Regions from separate parts of the Mus musculus genome. Here region 1 is linked to region 2. The links are chromatin contacts, called in public HiChIP or PLAC-seq maps. All regions are on one chromosome and are shown on one strand. Each heading gives the region's core, a stretch centred on a gene start, on an enhancer-like site or on the middle of the called end of the contact. The rest is flanking DNA. Distances are from core to core; before and after follow the strand shown. Region 1 overlaps Trnp1 (TMF1-regulated nuclear protein 1). Region 2 has its middle 11 kb from the start of n-TGgcc1.

Region 1 (2,791 bases), core at 90-2,589, 390 kb after region 2:
CAGGTGGTGGTGATGCACACCTTTAATGCCAGCGCCTCTCCTGCCATCCAAAGCTCTCTGCTCTCTTGGCAGCAAACATTCCTGTCCAGGTCTTCAGGGAGGGGAGACAGCCAGAGGCAAGCCTCAGCCCCACATGCAGCCCTAAACACCTTTGGCCCACCCTAGCCATAAGCCAGGTATGCTGAATCAGCTTGACTCAACACCAGAACCCAGACAAACTGGCAAGGGTGTGTCCAGTTCTGGGGAAGGGGGGCCGACACAAGACACACTTTGCCACCCACCCACCCCCAGCATTTCATACTTCCCTTCCCAGGACCTGATTCCTTTAAAGCAATCCCCCCAAATAGTACTGTCATTAGCCCACTGAACTACAGTTATAGAATTACAGGTTCTACACCTTTAAGGAAGCCATGTACCCACCTCAGCAGACTTGAAGGGGATTAGAAAGAATGTGAATGGAAAATGGATGTAGACTACCTAGCATGGTGCCTGCTGTAAGGGAAATAGTTAATCTAGAACTCAGAACTAAGGGCTTTCGACTTGCCAGGGTGTAGTCGGAGAATAATGGAAGAACTGGGCTGGGGATTTCCCAGCTATCCTAAGTACTTCCTCCCCCCCCCCCCCCCCCCCCCGCCTCCGCCACCCCCCACCTGGAGTCTCCTCTGCTGCTGAGACGCCAGTACACCCAGGACTCTGCCCACTGAAGGTCTGGAACACCTTAGCCTGGACCAGTCACTTCAGCCTAATCTCTAGGAGGCCACCTTGGTCGTTAGGTGGTGGCAGGACCCGTTGCTGTCGTCAGTGGAACAAATCTGTGAATGCAGAACTGGCTCTCGGTGGAAGCCCAGTTCAAGCAAGTCTTTCCTACTAGGCTCTCTCCGGCGCCTCTCCTAGAGTTTCGCACCCAGGGATAATGGATACAGTTCAGGATCCCAGCCCAGCCCAGCCAAGCTGAAAGCCGGCACTGAAATCACGCCTTTATTAATGGGCCGGGGAAACCACCGCCACCGCTTCTTCTGCCGACTTGTTTGTTTGGTTGGTTGGTTGGTTGGTTGGTTTGGTTTGGTTTTCCGACATTTCTCTATGTAGCCCTGGTTATCCTGAAACTCATTCTGTAGACTCAGCTGGCCTCAAGATCCACCTGCCTTTGCCGCCGCTGCCTCTCGAGTGCCGGGATTAAAGGCCTGCGCCACCACCTCCCGGTTATTCTGCAGACTCTCATATTCCAAAGCCATTGAAAGCCCCAGAACCACAAACAAGAATGACTGAGGACCGGGTCACCAGGAACTAAAAGCGTCCCAGGTCCCGCCCCCAACTCTCACGAAGCAGCTCCACACTGCCCTCTGGTGGCACAACCAAGCTGCTGGGCCCAGCCAAAGAGAGCAAAAGGGCTTGGTCGTCTCCTATCTCTTAACCCGATTCACTGGTTGACATAGTGTCCTCAATGCACAGATCCCAAGGGTCCCTGACCTTGCCCCATCTGCAGGCTAGGGGCCATCAAGAAAGTTTTCAGCCAGAGCTACACAGTGAGTCCCTGTTTTGTTTTGTTTTGTTTTGTTTTTTAAGTTCAAGAAGTCACGTGGGAAGACTGCTTTCTGCTCAGGGCTAGAGTAATATTAGCCAAGTGCTACAACATAATTTCCAGAGGCTGGGATGTGGTTCAATTGCTAGAGTGCTTGCCCCGCATGCACCAGACCCTGGGTCCAACATTAGCACAGTATGGTGGGGGTGCGCATCTGAAACCCCATCACTTTGGAGGTAGTGGCAAGAGAACACAGTTCCCTGTTGGGACCAGACAGGTAGTTCAGGTGAAGGTGCCTGCCACCAGGCCTGACCACGTGAGCTCAATTTGGGACTCCCTTGGTAGAAAAGAGAATGTACTCCTTCCTGTAAGTTTTCCTCTGATCTCAACACATCACTGTGGCAAATGCCTGCCCCACCCCAATACACACACTCCTGTATGCATACATTCATAAATAATTAATGTTTTTTAAAAGGTTCAAGGTTATTCCCAGCTCTCTATGGAGGTTAAGGCAAGCCTGTCTCAAAAAATTAAAATTAAAATAACCTGAGCCCCCATTAGGTCTCCTGGGATGGTGACACCCAGGGAGCTACCTGGAAGAGAACTGGAAGGCAAGCCTTAGAAGCAAAGACCCTCTGCTGTATGCTACCTCCCGAAACCCCTGGAGTAAGTGGTGATCGGTGTCTGTTAGTTAGGAGAGAATGGAACAGGCCCAGGAATGCTACACAGGATCCTAGGAGGACTTTTGACTTTTCATTGGTTGAGAAGGTTGATGGCCTGAGATTCAAGTCATTGAGCTGTGTGCCCTGGCACAGACTTTTTTTTTTTTTTTTTTTTTTTTTTGTCGAGGGAACAGCCTGGCTTCTTGAAGAGGAGGGAGGGGCCAGAACTGCCTGTACCCCCCACCTACCCACCCACCCGTCTCCAGCAGGTATCATCTCTAACTCTTCATGTGTCCACCCACGCCACTTCTGAATCAGGTCAAAGCTGATTACAATAAACCCCAGAGAAAGTCCTGACGGTGGTGACAGAAAGCACTCTATGCCATTAGCTAAAAAGCTCCTTCGGATCAAGGGCTTCAGCCCTGCAAACCAGAAACCCGTGGTCCTGGCGGCGGCCCAGCTTACTGCAGCCAGAGCTCCAGCTGTCATCTCTAGGAAGTCCTGTGTTCTCTGGCCCTCAGAACTCCAAAATAACCTGGAAACTTCAATAAATCCTTCTCTGGGAAGGACAGTTTAAGCCAGAGTCCCCACTCTACCCCTGGGCTAT
Region 2 (2,780 bases), core at 217-2,716:
TGTCACCCTTGTCGTCCAGGGACCACACCACTTTTCTTCTTCTTCTTCTTCTTCTTCTTCTTCTTCTTCTTCTTCTTCTTCTTCTTCTTCTTCTTCTTCTTCTTCTTCTTCTTCTTCTTCTTCTTCTTTTTCTTCTTCTTCTTCTTCTTCTTCTCACGCCAATTGTAGGGTGCTGCTGAAGCTCACACTGCCTTATTTTTTGGCACAGGGTTGGTTGCTCACTGAGCCTGGAGTTTACCAGTTCAAGTCCCGGGGTGCCTCCCATCTTCATTTTTCTCGAGATTATAGACTCATTTTGCTCCTTGTGTGGCAAGCATTTTGTCAATTGAACCATCTCCCCACATCCCACCTTTAAATTATTTATCTATGTGTGTGTGTGTGTGCCTGTATGAGTTTGTGTGCCCACAGACACCAGAGGAGAGGGGTATCAGATGCCTCGGAGCAGGAGTTAAGGGAGTTGTGAGCTGCCCAAAATGAGTGCTGGGAGCTGAACGGGGTCCATCCCAAGAGCACTCAGTGCTCTTACATGCTGAGCCATCTCTGCAGCCCCCATTGTTTATTTATTTAGGCATGCTCTCATTATGTATTCCTAGCAGGCCTGGTGCTGCCTACATGGACCAGGATTGCCTCAAACTTATAAACATCTGCCCTGCCTCTGCCTCCCAGATACTGGAACTTAAAGGTGTATGATCCACCTGTCTCTGCCTCCTCAGTGCCAGGAGTAAAGGCCTGTGCTACCACGTCTGGCTTGGCAAGTTAGTTGTTGTTGTTAGATTTATTAATTTGTGTGTGTGTGTGTGTGTGTGTATGTGTGTAGATGTATATCACATACGTGCAGGTGCCCAAGGAGACCAGAAAATGGTGTCAGATCCCCTGGAGCTGACGTGACATTCCCTTGTGAGATGATATAGGAACCGAACTCAAGTACTCTGGAAGAACACAGTATGGCACTCACCTCTAGAGCTATGGAACCCGTTTGGCTTTAATTATATATGTAGCTGGGGCTAGCCTTGAACTTCTGATCCTCCTACCTCCATCTTCTGAGTGCTGGCATTACTGGTGTACACCACCATGCTCAGCTTACGTGGTGCTGGGGATCAAACCCAGGGCTTCAACAGGTTAGGGAAGCGTGCTACCAATCGGCTGCTCCCATAAGGCTGAGGACATTTTGAACGACAGATCCTAATATGGTCCCACCAGTGGGCAGAGAGAGACATTCAAGAGAGTGTGTGCCAGGCCCTTTTGGCCTCCTCGGCTTCCTCTCCCGCCTGCCAACCCCTCCTTCACACTTGCTATCTTGGTTAAGGCCAGGGCTTATCCAAGCGAGGAGGGAAAACAACCAAACCTGAGTTATCATCCCCTCGCCCTTCTCCCCAGCGCTGGCTCGCCTCTCCCCTGCAGCCACTGCAGACCTCACCACACCTGTCTCCAACAGGCTCGACCAATCATTTCTTGAATCATAGATCAGGTACCCTGAGTGCCAGGCACTGAGCCACAGCCGGTTTTGTGGATACAACAAAAGGCCAGAGTCCATCCAGTCAGAAAGGCTACAAATCGGTAGGAGTGGGTGGGGGGCGTGGCTAACCTAGATGGGGGGGGGGGTGTCTAGCCGCATTCCAGGAGGACCAGCTGCTCAGTGGGGACCTGAAGGACAAGGAAGTAGCCAAGTATTGGGGCGGGGGGGGGGGAGGTCGATGTTCCAGGCAGAGGAACAAGTCCACACTTGGGAAGGCAGGAAGTAGGAAGGGTCAGAGCTGAACCAGAGGTTGGCGTTGGGGGGTGGGGGTGGGGGGTGTGCTCCCACCCGGAGTATGCTCACATCTTCTCCCCAGCATACCCTTCAGCCTCGCCCTTCCGGTTCACTCTCCCTGCCGCAGTTAGCATTGGCTTTCTAAAACTGGCAGAATTCTACTCTGCATCCACAATCCTTCAAAGTATGAGCTTGGTAACACGGCCCTTGAAACACTCCAAAGGCCCTTCAGCCCACTGCCATTCCACTCGCTCCTCCCAGCCAGCTTCAGTCCGCCACACCCAAACAGGTCATTTTCTTTGTCTCTGGGCCTTAGGCTAGGTTGTACATTCCTCCCAGAACGGCCCCCTCCACTTATCCTTAAAGGCCGGATACGGATGCCCTCTCCCCCAGGAAGCCTTCCTGATCCTCCTGTTTCTCCTCTCAGCCCTCATACAACAAATTGCAGTTCTGTGCCCTGACTAGAGGAGATCTGGGTCTCAGCAGCTGCTTCAGTGCTTCCCTGTCTGTCGTGTGCTGCTGCTGCTGCTGCTGCTGCTGCTGCTGCTGCTGCTGCTGCTTCTCCTTCTTCTTCTCCTTCTTCTTCTTCTTCTTCTTCTTCTTCTTCTTCTTCTTCTTCTTCTTCTTCTTCTTCTTCTTCTTCTTCTTCTTCTTCTTCTTCTTCTTCTTCTTCTTCTTCTTCTTCTTCTTCTTCTTCTTCTTCTACACCGTAGCTGTCTGCAGACACACCAGAAGAGGGCATCAGATCCCATTACAGATGGTTGTGAGCCACCATGTGGTTGCTGGGAATTGAACTCAGGACCTCTGGAAGAGCAGTCGGTACTCTTAACTGCTGAGCCGTCTCTCCAGTCCAGTCATGATCTTAAATTTTTTTTTTAATTTATTTTTATTTTGTGTGCATTGGTCTTACGTCCAAGTATGTCTATGTGAAGGTCTCAGATCCCCTGGAACTGGAGTTCCAGACAGATATGAGCCACCGTTGGGTGCTGGGAGTTGAACCCTGGTCCTGTGGAAGAGCACTCCATGTGTA

Evidence for each region. HiChIP or PLAC-seq counts read pairs in DNA pulled down with a chosen protein or histone mark.
Region 1: an HNF4G HiChIP or PLAC-seq map of pancreatic cancer cells shows a contact between it and region 2. The contact joins two enhancer-like sites. A contact is called at or near these places in 1 of 115 datasets of contacts at active chromatin or transcription factors (pancreatic cancer cells) and 1 of 9 other capture datasets (liver).

Annotation. Positions count from the first base shown.
Region 1 is chr4:133,493,307-133,496,097 of GRCm38.p6, forward strand. The region is part of intron 1 of Trnp1 (TMF1-regulated nuclear protein 1); the gene reads right to left. Among named protein-coding and RNA genes, the nearest start is that of Trnp1, 3.8 kb to the right of the region's middle. Within about 2 kb of position 1,340, at least 71 of the 459 cell types and tissues checked have an H3K27ac peak or open chromatin away from gene starts, as enhancers often do. A contact at or near this core is called in pancreatic cancer cells, where this site is marked.
Region 2 is chr4:133,102,390-133,105,169 of GRCm38.p6, forward strand. No RefSeq gene overlaps it. Among named protein-coding and RNA genes, the nearest start is that of n-TGgcc1, 11 kb to the right of the region's middle. Within about 2 kb of position 1,467, at least 69 of the 459 cell types and tissues checked have an H3K27ac peak or open chromatin away from gene starts, as enhancers often do. A contact at or near this core is called in pancreatic cancer cells, where this site is marked.